2 separate regions of the Sus scrofa genome follow, and region 1 is linked to region 2. Evidence: chromatin contacts called from public promoter capture Hi-C data. All regions are on one chromosome and are shown on one strand. Each heading gives the region's core, a stretch centred on a gene start, on an enhancer-like site or on the middle of the called end of the contact. The rest is flanking DNA. Distances are from core to core; before and after follow the strand shown. Region 1 holds the start of LOC110255603 (basic salivary proline-rich protein 2-like). Region 2 holds the start of THNSL1 (threonine synthase-like 1).

Region 1 (7,196 bases), core at 1,871-4,370, 230 kb after region 2:
AGCTCTTGGAGGAATACCCGGCAGAAAAGCAGTGCTTTGTTGATGGCAGTCACTATTATTATCTTATCTCTAGTACTTTTACACAGGAATAATAATTTGCCCTCGGTCATATGGTAAATAGTGGCCCTAGTCTAATCCTGAGCCTTCCCCTTATCTCTTTTAGAAATGTCTTTTTAGGTATTGTTATTTCCCCACAATTCCTCAAATGTGTTTTCCCTCCTTTTCCTATCTCCTTCCATGGCCAACACTTAGTCTCCTTTACCACACTGAAAGCCTTTTTTCAAAATCAACATTTTTAAAAATTTCCATTACAAAAACCTTAACCCAAGCCGTCCACGGCTGTGAGGGACTCAGTTTACGCCTTGATTATGCATTTGCATTTGTAAGGAGCTGTTTTGTGCTTAAAAGTGTTTTTCCTTTCTGGACACATTCTATAAGCCCACTAGAGGTACACTGCTCAAAGCCTACATTGCCATTCACTTCTAGTTCATTTACTCTACACTCTCCAGAACGGGATACTGCTATAGCGCAGTGGGCTATTCAGTAAATTACCAACTGACTGGCAGGCATTCCCTCTGTTTTATTCTTTTTTTTTTTTCTTTGTTATTGGCTGACTAGTTTTGTCAGGGGCTGTCAAGAACATGCAAATTTCATGGCCATATAAAGATGATCTAGTCAAAATCGTTCTTCTCATCAAGGATGAAGATTTAGTTGTATATTCGAAATGTTTGGCGCCTCCCACTCTTAGGAAGATGTAAAAACGAAGGCACAGGTATTCAGGCTCCAGGGAGTAGTTTTTGTTTTTTCTCAACAAAAAACAGGACCCAGGCAGCGAATTGAGAGCTGCGTGGGGAGGGCGGGGTGGGTGGAGTGCGGAGGTGTCTAAATCTTTTGGGGCAGAGTGGTAAGAAAGAAAGGAAAAGGTAAGACCCCAAAGCTTCTGGATTCCCCCCCCCACCCCCCCGCCGAAGGGTGGTGGCAGCTGATCCGACACAATAGCTGGCAGTCCCCCGCTGGCACGAGGAAAAAAAATGACCCTCAACGGCACCAGCAGGAGGACTGAGAAAATGAGGAGGGGTGTGTCTGGGAGGAGACGAGGATAAGGGTGAGGTGACAAACCGCGCCGCCTCGGCGGGGTCCTCCACTTCTGCCCCACGAGGACAGGAGCTGTGAGCCACCTCCCCGGAGGGGGGCGGGGTAGGAAGGGGAGACCGAGGGTGGGTGGGTTTTCCTACTGGGGCGGGGCAAAGGGTGGAGGGAAGCCTGAGTCAGCAGCCTCTGATTGGCTGGCGTCCTCTCGTCACGTTTTCTGATTGGGCCATTTGCAGCGGGAGATGTTGTGAGGGGCGGCGGGGCGGGGTGAACCGCCGGGGTCCCGGGCGCAGCCCCGCAATCAGGAGAGGAGGGGCGGCGGTTGTACTCCCGATCCGCGCCGCGGCGACCTGCGGTGTAGAGACGCGCCGCCACCTCTCTCCTCAGTTCTGCTAGCCGCGCGGAATTGTTCAACTGCCCTGAATATGTAAAAAGGGCAAGAGATTGAATGAACACCGCTTCGCTGCGAACCCCTTTCCCCGCAAACAAGAAGCTAATTTACAGTTGGGCGTGAAAGGACACTCCCTTATCTTCAAGTCCCACATCGCACCGCAGCTTCTCTCTTCTCCCGCTGCAGAAAGGGGCAAAAACTCACCCAGACGTGTCCCCCGCCGTCTGGGACCTGGGATCCCCCAATTCTGGGTATCTGGCTGTATGAAGGTCCCCCTCCCGGGCCCTGACGCGGAGCACCGAGCCTTCCGCAGCAGAAGCCCGGGTTCCTGGCCGCTCCCGCTCTGAGCTCGAGAGATTGGCGAAGGCGGGGAGGGTTTTGTGTGTCTGGCTTTGGGGGAGGTGTTGGGGGCGGCGAGGGCTTGTAGGTCCCGACACACATTGGGAGGGGGTTGGCGATCACCCCTCACCCCGCCCCAGGCTAATCCCCCTTCTCCAGCGTTGGTTCCCGGGACCATATTATTCAAGACAGAAAATATTCAGCCCCGGAGCCTCCCCTGGGGAGGGGAGGGGAAGGAGGTGGAGTGGGAGGAGGTGGATCCAGGGAGGAAGAAGCGAGAAATCCGCCCCCGGGAAACAGCTCGGCGCGGCAGCGGAGCGAGGCACTTCTGTCACTTGGTGATCGCGGGCGCCCGAGCGCGGCCCCGGCCCGGCCCGGCGAGGCGAGGGGAGAGTCCGGCGGCCGCCGCCCCGCCCCACGCCCTCCCGCGGCGGCCGAGAGCCCGGGGCCGGCCGGGGCAGGTCGCGGCGGTGCCTGGGAGCGGCCGGCCGGGGGCGGCGGCCTCGGAGCGCGACGGCGGCGGGCAGCGCCCGCTCGTCCTCCCGCTGGGTCCGGTGCGCGCCGGGCGTGCCGTCCGGGGACCGGCCGGCCGGGTGCGGATCTACTCGCCGCGCTTTCTCCGGTGCGTGTCTGCTTTATTTTCTGCTTCGGCCGACCCGGCGCAGCGCCGCCGGGCGGGTGGAAAGGGAGAGCCGGGCTCGCCGCGGGCTCCCTCCCTTCCCGCCACCCCGGGCCACCCCGCCCGGCGCTGGCGCGGGGCCGGAGGGAGCCGCGGCGGGCGCCCGGCGTGGGCGTAGGGGCCGCACCCGCGTGTGCGGAGCGGGGGAGGACGGCGGGAGGAGGGAAGGGCACAAAGGCCGGCGGCGGGCGCCGGGGTCCCGCCGGCCGGCCGTGGAGGAGGGGCGCCTCCCGTCCGCTCATGAATATTAACCGAGCCTGCGGCCTAGCGCGTCCCGGCCGGGCCCCATGCCCGGCCCGCGTCCCCGCCGCCAATCGCTGCCGCCCGCGGAAGCCGGGCCCGGCGGGGCGCGGCGGGTGAGCCCCCTCGCTCTTGGCCTTTCCCTCGGGTTCCCCCACTCGTTTTTGAAAGTACAAATTTGGGCCGCCCTTCCCGGGAGATCGAGATCCCCGACCCGCCTCTGGAAGGGGCGGGGGAAATAGTGGTAGGTGGGTGGTGGTTTTCTTTTTCCTATTTCCCCCCCCCCCCCCCAAGGTGGACACGGAAAAAGGGGAATATCGTGTCGGGGCGTTGATTGGGACGCGGCAACTAAATGAAAGTTGCTGGGGCTGCGGCTTCATTTCTATAGCTCCGGAATAATGCTCGGGAGAGGGAGTCCCTCCCGCCGCCGCAGCCGCGCACGCCTCCCCTCCCGGCCCCGCGCCGTCTCCGCCCAGCCTCGCCGCGGGCCAAGGAAAACAGCCGCCTCCTCGGGGACACCGGCCGGCTGGGGCGGAGGGCGGGCGCCCCGGGTCCCCCAGGCCGCCTCGAGACGCCGGCCGAGGCGCTGGCTAAGTCCGATCCTGGCTTTTTGTTTTTATTTGGGCCAGCTGGGGAGGCGGCGGGGAGCAAGGAGGGTTTTTGAAAAAGTATTATCCCATTTTAGTCTCGTGGGGAGCAAACTTCCCTTAAGTCTCCTCAGCTGGGTGATGCGGAAGAACAGAGACGCCTCTTCTGCCCAGAAAATAATGCTCATTAAAATGCACTTGAAAAGGGAATGTTTTGACGGCTTCACAACAGCCAGGCATGTTTGACGCAACCACCGTGCAGCTCTGATGTTACTCATTTTTTTCATGATTTATAGATTTTTTTCTTTTTCTTTTTTTTTTTGTCGTTGTTGTTGTATGGATAGATTCTTTTATACGGAGGTTCATCAGCGTGGACCGCATTATTTTTCCGAGTGTTGGAAAGGCGAACTTGGGCTAGACGTGGGCGAGTCTAAGGTCAGCGTCTGGAGAAAGTTCATGCCCTTTAACTTTTCCCTCCTCTAGGAAAGATCTCTTGGGCAGAGGCTTCGCGGCGCACTCAGATTGCTCTTGGAGTCGGGAGAAGCGCTAGGACGAAGGGGACCGCTTTCTGCAGCTGGCCTCACTAGCTGCTGAGGAGGAGACCTGTCGTCTTTGTTTTTTCCGTCTCGAGAAATGGACGAAGACGGGGAAATCGTTTGAAGTCCGAAGAAATCATCTTCAGGGCATTGCGGAGGGGCTTCATCAAAACCTTCATCCCCCGGCCCATTATTTGTCTCACTTAGCCCTGCACCTTCTGCGGAGCCTGGTGTGGAATTCTTACCTTTTGGGTGTGTGGTGGCATTTCGCCCCCAATGTGGACTCCCAAGGGTTGGCCCCTTCTTTGTGATTTGAAATGAAATGATGGCCACACGTCGGACTGGTCTGCCGGAGGGAGATGGTGACAAGCTCAAGGCCTGCGGGTCCCCCACCTGTGAGGTAAGCGCTTGAGGCAGGATCCCTGCCCGTCTGTGGTGGCCTGTGTCTGTGAGGTGTCCTGCCGGTGGCGGGGGTCAGCTGCCACACAGCCTAGGAAGAGGCTTTTGGGGCTTTGGGCTGGATGGTGGGAGGACCCCAGCTTGACCAGTAGAGAAGTGAAACGTTGCCCGTTTTTGTTTCTAGGAACTTCCAGTGATCCCCGCTCCCCCCTTCTCCCCCCCAAGGATATTTTTCCTTTCTTACTTTGAAATGCCTCCATCTTGGTCATCTCAGAGCATGGAATTCTCTCTTTTTAGGTGGTTGGGAATGCTGCAAGCTTCGGTTTTCCGAGTCCCCATCCTCCAGTATTTTTGGAGCTGGGCTGGTTAGGGAGTGGCTTTGTACATTTCGTAGGTGTAGCCAGGGTTTGCTCGGGGGCTGGAAGGCTGGTGGCTCCTGGACCACCTCCTCTTTGATACTGAGACACGGCTTGACTGATTGCTGTTGCTGTGGATTTCTACTTTGGGTAGAAAAACAAGTGTTTTCCCTTGGACAGTTTTTAGGCACACCCTTGGAAAACTGCTTAACGGAGCTGTAATTCCAACTCCCTTAAAAATCTTCCGGCTTTCCTGTTCTTTTATTTATGCCCTCTTTCACTGCTCCGAAGTCCTGCAGGTGTCAGCCGGGGCTGTCAGGTGGCTCACATTTAGCGTCGGCTGTCAGGTGGATTGCATTGCCTTCAGACCAGCGTCTTTGGAAGGGCCCGGTAGATTTTACCCCAAGCTTTCTGAAAATTTTTGAGTAAGGCAGGGCAGAAATAGAAAATCCATTGGTCTGTGGCACTCCTGTGTCTTGTTGCCTCTCACATCTTTTTTTCCTCCTTATATTTGGAGTTTACTTCTATAATGAAGATTTTGTGTTGACTTTGTTACTGACGGTTTCTGTAATTTGCTTGCTAAGAGTCCTGAATGTTGTTTTTCTTTAGACTTTGCTTTTGAGTTGCCTGTATTTTTATGGAAAGGTTGAAGATTAGATAACAATAGCATTCTCCAGTGAGCCGTCACATTATATTCTTTGGTGCCTTGTAAATGTTCCTTTTTAACTTCGCGGTCATTCAAACAAGGTTTGGTTCTAAGTGTGTGAGTGGTTGGCATTTTAATAAAAAATGGATCAGAAGTTAAATTTTCCATTCCTAAAGCAGGCAGAGGAACTCATTTCTTGCAGCCTACTTCATTCTGGATTAGAGAGTTTATGCAGAAAACACAGCGAGGTAGGTACAGTGTGCCTTACTGTACAATTTGCTAGAACGATAGGTTTACACTTAAGAAACAGTGTTTTACCTTTCGACACCTGTAAACACCTGCTTGCAGCTAAAATCGTGATTAAGTGTAACACCACAATCCTCTGATCATGGTGAACCATAATAACGCCTTTGGAAGGTCTACCTGCAACTTTGTGATTGCTTAATGTGTATTGTTGTTCCATAATGACAGGTACTGTGGTCCTAAAGCCTTATTTGTCATTGTCTTGGGAATACTTTAATTAGCATGCTATTTGCATTATATTTGCAAGCGCTAATGTTATTTATTTATTTATTTTTGGTCATTTAAGAGCTATCCTGGAAACCAAGAATTTATAGTAGACGCATCTTGTCCTTGGCTAGAAAGCAGTGTTCCCAGTTGCAAACTTGGCTTTTATTAACAATGACAGTTACGAATTTTTTTCAAGGGCTGTGAAATTTGTTTTCATTTGGACCTTAGTGCTGGCATAGCCTTAGTATTTCTAGCTTGGGGGCCAAGAAAACATTGTATTATCTGTATTTTGCTCATTTAGACACTCTATACAGTCCTTGAGTTTGGTATTAAGCTGTGGTGGTGTTTGGCTTTTTAAGACGTAGGCAGACAGTTTGCTTAGGTTCTCTGTGAAAATAGAAATAAAGGGGCTATATGCTGTTACAGAATATTTTAAGATTCCAGGGTAAGGTGTGAAGGCAACCTGTATAATTACTGCCTCTGTTTAATTGTCTCTTATTGATAACTGTCGATGCACATTAACTCTTGCTGGATATTTATTGGTAATAAATAGAAAGTCGCCACTGGAATACTTGGGGTATCAACTTTGGGTTGATAGATATTTAAGTCTTGGAATCTTGCACTTAATTCTTGTGCTTAATTTTATGAGAAGAATTATATTCTAGAGTAGAACTGTTACTCTTTAAAATGTAAAAATAAAAAGCCCAACAGCTAAAAAACAAATCAACCCCAAACCCCCAAAAGCTATGTTCCTATATGTGTACTTGAATAATACATTTGTGTGTGTTTTTACATAACCAAGAGACCAGCTCATATGTTTTAATATGAATGGTATTAGCCAAAAATTAACTTTGTAGGACAGAGGAAATCAATATAGTGAATTAAAGGAGTCCCTGTTCTATGCCTTAGCTAATTGGCTAACTCCACCTTCTATGAATAAGGTCTACTGCTTTGTTGAAAAACAATTGGCAGTCTCTTGTCTGTCTTAAGTATTAGAATCGGATTGTGTTGGCTGTATGAGTAAACGTAGGCACTACCCTCTAAGACTATATCAGAAGTTTCAAAAACGAACAGATTACCAAGTCTTCAAATAAAGAATTGTGACAGTTTAGTAAGGCTAGCACAGTTGTATTCACACACAATGATATTCTTTGCACATCTAAAGATGTATTTTTCAAAATTGATTTCATTCACTCTGAGCCCGATCAGAGTCTTTTGGGTGTATGTGCGCGCGCGCGTGTGTGTGTGTGTTTCTCCTCTGGGTGCATATATGTGTACATCTGATCTGTGACCTAGCCATGTATAACTCTGTTCACAAAATAACTTTGTATTGACTCCACAGCCTGTGGTATTATCAGCCGTTTTCATGTCATACATATAGTGTTTCTTCTTTATGATTGCTTTGATTGCTTTTTTTCCCA
Region 2 (6,827 bases), core at 3,315-5,814:
AAAAAAAAAAGCGGCACTAAATAGAATTCAAAAGATACTTGTTTATAGTAGGAGCCAAAACAAGAAAGAACATTGCCTTGCTTGACCCCAGCTTCGAACATGCATGTCTCAAATTTTTCACCAATAAGCCCGTGGCCATGAATGACTGCCAAAGTCCTGCAGGTATTAATTTTGAGTTATAAATAAAATCTAGCGAGTAGAATTTACAAATATGGAACCTGTGAACAAAGTGGGATCGACTGCATATCATTCTCCTTTATGATTCAAAGCCATGTTATTAGATGGTTTTCATTTACTTTATATTTTGATATGTTTTCCAGTATAGTGGCCAGGAATAGGCAAGTTTTCTTCAGCCAAAGGACAAAGCTATTTCAAATTAAATGGGAGTAAATCACATAAGAATCAGAAAACAAAAACAGTACTCAAAGACCAAATCTCTTAGCCATAAAGTACTCAGATTTTACTGAATCATGATGGTCTCAAATAATTTTTGTACAACCAAGTTCTACACAAAAATATTTTATAGTAAACTCTCTGATTCCTCACTGGATGGAAGGTCTATACCACTCCATTACACATTAATACTTTTTTTTTGGTCTTTTTGCTATTTCTTTGGGCCACTCCCGTAGCATATGGAGGTTCCCAGGCTAGGGGTTGAATTGGAGCTGTAGCCACCAGCCTACGCCAGAGCCACAGCAACACAGGATCCAAGCCGCATCTGCAACCTACACCACAGCTCACAGCAACACCGGATCCTTAACCCACTGAGCAAGGCCAGGGACCGAACCCGCAACCTCATGGTTCCTAGTCAGATTCGTTAACCACTGCGCCACGACGGGAACTCCACATTAATACTTTTTAAATAGGTTTTTCTTACTATCACTTACAGTGGAGCTTTTTGACCCACTAGGTCCAATGGATACATTTTAGACATGGAAGTCACTTGTCATTCAAATAGAATAATGAAAAGGCAGTGATGTATATCACAGCAAGAACTTTAAAAAACAAAAACAGAATGTCCACATGTATATATTAATTCAAGTATTGTGTAACCTTGAAGTATGATATTTAATAATTTTACTGTGGCAAGCTGACCAAAACTGAATAAAGAATTCAAGGGGGAAAAAGTACAGAAATCACTTTTTAAAATGTTTTAAAATTATTTCCGAAGAATGCTAACAAAATTACATTTTAAGCCAGAAATACATATTAATTTTCAGGCAGCTATTTACAGTGATATTTTTCTATATTTACCACTAGATGACTAATCAACCGAAATCATACTAAGCCCATTATCAATTTTTGCTTCCAAAGTAGGCTAGAATTGTTCAATTCCATTATAAAAATAGTTTCCAGTATCTCTGGGAAATCATCAAAATCTTCTTGGCAAAAATAATTTAGGGAGTTCCCGTTGTGATGCAGTGGAAACGAATCCAACTAGTAACCATGAGGTTGTGGGTTCTATCCCTGGCCTCGCTCAGTGGCTCAGATCCTGCGTTGCTGTGGCTGTGGTGTAGGCTGGCAGCTGTAGCTCCAATTCGACCCCTAGCCTGGGAACCTCCATAAGCAAAAAATAAAATTTAGCATTTGTCACACATTTAAAAATGTTTATTATATACCCTCCCCAAATAAAACCTAAGACATGGCACTTCAAAAATTATTTCATGATGAGACGTGACTCATCATGAATGAGTTCATCAAAGAACTACTTGGCATCCTATCTTAATACAATCTCTATTTAAATTTCTAAGAATGATTAAATCTAGTCCACTATTTTATGAAGAAAGGTATTCTGAGGTTTTAAAAAATTCTTAAAAATTACAGCATTTTACAGCAGTAAATTGTTTTCCAAGAAATAATAAAAAAAGGCAACCATAGTAGAATACAAACTAACCAGCAGGTTAGAAGCTTTGCTGCTTCTGACTACTAAGTAAAAATCCTCTTAACAAGCCCTCCAGTTAGTCAGCTGACTGAAACAGCCAGGTGGAGGAGGTGGAAGGACCACACTTCAGTGCCCTGTGGTAATCACAGGGATCTTAAATCAAGTTCACTACTCTTATTTGTCTTAGAATCAAAGCTGACGAAGCCTTTCCTGGTGTTGGTCTGAAGTCAGATATTCTCTTAATGGTCTCAAGTATCTAATTCACAAGACATTTTATATAGCCTTTACAATTCTTTTTTTTTTTTTTTTTTTTTTGTCTTTTTGCTATTTCTTTGGGCCGTTCCCGCGGCATATGGAGGTTCCCAGGCTAGGGGTCCAATCGGAGCTGTAGCCATTGGCCTACGCCAGAGCCACAGCAACGCGGGATCCGAGCTGTGTCTGCAACCTACACCACAGCTCACGGCAACGCCGGATCGTTAACCCACTGAGCAAGGTCAGGGATCGAACCCGCAACCTCATGGTTCCTAGTCGGATTCGTTAACCACTGCGCCACGACGGGAACTCCTACAATTCTTTAACTTAGAAAAATATCGTAAGGAATTTGTAAGGACTATGGCTTTAGAAAGGATTTATTTTCAGTTGTCTTATATTCCCAACTCTGCCCATTTTATTCATCTACATAGATTAAAATATTCTTCAGGAAAAAATCTAATTTGTATGTACAACCATTTATTCCCCCACCCCACCCCACCCCCCGTTGTTGTTAATTAAGTTTCACGGGAACTAAACTTTGCTCACTTATTTGTTTGTTTGTTAAATATTGTCTTTGGCTGCTATTGAGTTATAATGGTAGAGCTGGGTAGTTTTGAGAGAAACCATCTGGCTTGCAAAGGCCTAAAATATGTATCATCTAGCCCTGTACAGAAAAAGTTCACCAATACTAATTCTGATGGTACACCAATACTAATTCCCTGTGGAATACTGGACAGTGGCATTTCCTTGAACAGGATTGCCATTTTGAAGGAATTATAAAAATTAGAAATTTATTCTTTGTAAAGATGCTTTCAAAAGGCAAGAAGAATTATAAACCAATTATCTAAAGGAAAAAATGTTCCTTTCCAGATGATTAACAACTGCATTAAGACTGTACACTAGATATACCACAGTGTGAGACCTTAATCCTGTTTTGTATTTTTAAAACCACAATAAATATACTGACATCAGTGAAATTACTGTATTTAGTAAAGTCAAGACTACCTAAGGTCAGTTGATGCTTACTAACTGGAGAAATCACGCTTTGTCCTTATTGGCTCTTTTAGGGACTGATTAACATAAAGAGTCCTAAAATGTTCCTTCTAATTAGAAAATTTATAAACTTTGGGCAATGACTATGCACTTGGCTAACGGTATTATCATTCTGAGTCCTTAATTCAAATCTTAGCATACAAAGAGAACAGAAGTTTCCTCTATAAATGCTAAGCAAAAAACCCCCAAAACATAAAATACTCAAAATGTAAAGGAAAAGGGCAAAGTGGCTGTATCCTTACAAAATGTTTTGGAAAATAGAAAATCTGATGTAAAGAACATGAGCACCATCTTCAAGGTGCCATTTATCTGAAATTTATTCTAAATTTATTCTTACCTAGTTAAATTCACTGAGAGAGACGATACATTCAGCATAGCCTAAGTTAACCAAGCCACCATGCTGTTTTGATCCCTCCACCGAGCACCTGGCAGTAAGACGACCAAAACTGGCCTTTTCTATCTTTGAGAATCCTTACTCCCTTTGGGCAGAGTGGCCCCTATTACAAGTTTGGTTCAGAATCATTATCATCCGGCCCAAATCATACTGCCAAAATGTCTTTTAGAGCCTCTGGAAGGCAAAGGCTTCTAACAGCTTCTTTCAGCAGTCATTTTGGTATAAGTCGGTTCATGGAAGATCAAATGGTGCCAAAGGAATAAACCGATTCTAAGGCCATTTTCTAAAAGGGACACCAAAGGAAGGGGGGGGGGCAAAAATCCAAGTGCCCATTGAAAAGGCTTCTCCTTCTTGGTTAGGCTGTTCGTCTAATAAAGTCAAGACCTACGAGAAGAAAGAAGCCCGATCAAGAGTTAAGGAGGTGGTGAAGGGGCGAGGCGCAGGAGAAAGGGAAGCAGGTGGTCGAGGGGAGGAAGGGGCGCGACAGGTGGACGGCTGGGCGCGGGCGCGCTTGCACAGGTGGCGTCAGGGCTGAGCCCGGGACAGAGGCAGTAGGGAAGGTGAGCGCGGACACGGCGTGGGGATCACCACCGAGCAGTGGAAAGGCGAAGGAACAGAGGGGAAAAGACATGCGGTGGGAACGGACTGGAGTGTACAGTTTCCCTTCCTTCTCAAATAACTCACCAAGAAAACCACACTGAGAAGACGGGAGAAAGGAAAGGAAATGGGAAGGAGCCGCTAGTGCCGCCTCCTCGGGACGCAGCCCCGTACCGCTGGCCCTCGTCAGTGCTGGCCCACCGCCCAGACCCCAGGCCTCGCTAGGCCCGCCCCGCCCGCGCGCTGTGGCCTCCGCGCCTGCGCCCGTGCCGACCTCCGGGTCTGCGGGCCACGCCCACGGCCCGAGCAGCCGGGCATTGGGTACGCGTGCTCCACCCGCGCCTCGGGCTCCTCACCTCCCCCGTCGCGCTCTCGACGTTGGACGTGCGTCTGCGTGGCCGCAGCCGTTCGCCCCGCCCCTCCGGGTTGGAGCCCGCGCGTGTTGTGTGACGCCCGCTCACCAGCGTCGCTTCCGGACTGTCTCTGGTAAAGTTTATCTTTCTCTCCAAACGCAGAGACAGAAAAGAGCAACATTTTTAAGGGGACGTCATTCTTCACTCCTTTTTCCCCAAAGGTACATGTAAAGAATGGTTTTTATGTTGATCTTCTGTGACAGGAAGGGAGCTGCAGAGGGAGGAAGAGAGGAAACCTAGTTTGCGGTGCTGCCTGCCACTTCCCCGTTGCCTAGTAACTGTTTCCACGGCAACCACGCCGTCAACAACGCTAAGCAATCCCAGGAGTGATAGAAAAGTTATTTTATTTTCTTCCCAAGAGAGGACCGCTTAGAGGAGGTCAAAGGGGAATTGTGTGACACACAGAAGCCTTAGTTCCTTGAGAAGGCAGGAGAGTAGGAGAGGAAAGGGGGAGCAGTGAAGAAAGGGATGGAGATATTGGTATAGTGAGAAAAAAGCTGAGTAGTTTTAAGGAATCATTTGGTGGCCATGGATCCAACGTACTCTTCTGAGAGCATTTATAACCTCATACCCAGTGACTGGAAGGAGCCTCCTCAGCCTCCTAGGTATGTGGGTAAGCAAAGATCATCACTTGAAACAAGAATGGGGAAAATAATTGTTCCATTTCACGATTACATCAGCGTCCTAGGATTTTCGAAAAGAAATAACATATATTTTTGTTTTAGTGAGGTAGCCTTGGATGACAGCTTCTTGAAGAAGAGGTTGCAAAATCTAAGTATTTAGCATCTCAATTCACAGACAGGGAGGTCCAGTACTGTAAGAGGAATATTTTCTTTTGTTAGCCTCCTGTTAATACGGTATGTAATTGTATTTAATTTGTTTGCTTGTCCCTGTATGATGTGGTATATAACAGCCTGAAATTTCCTATTGTTGAAAAGAGAAAAATCACCATTTGTTATCCCGGGTTAGGATATATTGATCTTTGGTTTCAGGGGTTCATTGTTTTATTTATGACTACTCCACTGCTCCTTCTCTAAAGGGATAATACTTATTTTTCCCAAAATTATTGTCAAATATAAATTTCTATTTGTTTTGGAGTCTCAGTTTTTGGTGAAACGAAATAAATGGAAAAAATAGTTTCTAAGGCCTTTTTTAAAAATCTAATAGTTGATGAAGAGTTGATACCCAAAATATGTAAATGAGTTAAAATATTTACATAGGTGTTAGAACCCCTTAAATTGCCTAAATTTTAAAAAGATAACCACAGAGTAGACATCCCAGTTACTCTTCTTTGTAGGGACTTAGAACTTAAATCTATGGTGAGAAAAGAAGGTAACTGGTAGAGAAAATCTCATTCCTCCTAGGATCTTCAGTTTTTTACCTTTCTTCTTTTCCTGATACAAGTCAGAGCCACATTGAAAGAACACTAAACTAAAACAAATTAAAGACAACAACAAAAATTAAAACCCAAAACAGGATGCCAATTGGTTTTGTGACCATGAATACATTTTCATTTGTTTTCTCACCTATAAAACAAACTAAATAAAGTAGATAATCTTTAAGGTGTTTCAGATATAATTGTCAATTATTTAAAAAAAAATAATTACTAGATTACTAAAGTAATTACTTGGGGTGCATCACATCTTCACCAAGTGGACAGATCCTTTCATTTTTAAGTCTAAGAATCTGTTTTTAACCAGACCAATACCTATTTTATCTTCCATTAGTTTCTCAAAATCTAGTAGTAGTTTGGAAATAGTAATTCAAAATAAGATATGGTGTAGTTGCAGAATTTATGAGAAGTGTTCAAATTAACCATTGCTGAATGGACTTTTGTTGAGAAACTTGTATAGTATACACGGTAAAGCTCCTCCTCTCTGTAACCCAATGACAGATTATATTTTCTATAGAATGCTGAATTTGAATGTTAAGATAGTTTACAAATAGATGTTTTGTTTATTGATATATCAAAAAGCTTTACTGCAGCTAGGTGACTTTCAAGAAATTTTATAGGAAAAAATCTTTATTCATTTGGCAAGCACTTACTGAACCCCTATTAATGGATAACATTGCGGGCAATGTTGGAGTGACAGGACAGACTGTTCAGTTTACTCTGAAGGAGTAAGTAGGAAAGATGAACTTACAGGGAAAGGAGTAGAAGGCATCCAGAAGTGATGCCAGAGAACTCACTGTGTTGTAATGAAGTCAACCTGCACTGTCAGCAACAACCATGGGG

The links. Promoter capture Hi-C pulls out the DNA fragments that hold promoters and counts their contacts.
Region 1: a contact with region 2 is called in a promoter capture Hi-C map of fetal liver, with 4 times the contacts expected there. The contact joins the promoter of LOC110255603 here to the promoter of THNSL1 in region 2. A contact is called at or near these places in 2 of 5 promoter capture datasets (fetal liver and liver), 8 of 47 Hi-C or Micro-C datasets (alveolar macrophages, embryonic fibroblasts, heart right ventricle and 2 more) and 2 of 2 datasets of contacts at active chromatin or transcription factors (alveolar macrophages and skeletal muscle).

Annotation. Positions count from the first base shown.
Region 1 is chr10:50,537,861-50,545,056 of Sscrofa11.1, forward strand. It overlaps LOC110255603 (basic salivary proline-rich protein 2-like), which reads right to left and starts at 3,121. Exons shown (of 2, transcript XM_021064283.1): 1 at 1,688-3,121; 2 at 118-1,511. The coding sequence starts at 3,121. The coding sequence ends at 2,006. ARHGAP21 (rho GTPase-activating protein 21) reads left to right here and starts at 3,722. Exons shown (of 26, transcript XM_021064916.1): 1 at 3,722-4,264. The coding sequence starts at 4,187.
Region 2 is chr10:50,306,020-50,312,846 of Sscrofa11.1, forward strand. THNSL1 (threonine synthase-like 1) reads right to left here and starts at 4,565. Exons shown (of 2, transcript XM_021064910.1): 1 at 4,535-4,565. ENKUR (enkurin) reads left to right here and starts at 4,590. Exons shown (of 6, transcript XR_002336356.1): 1 at 4,590-5,196.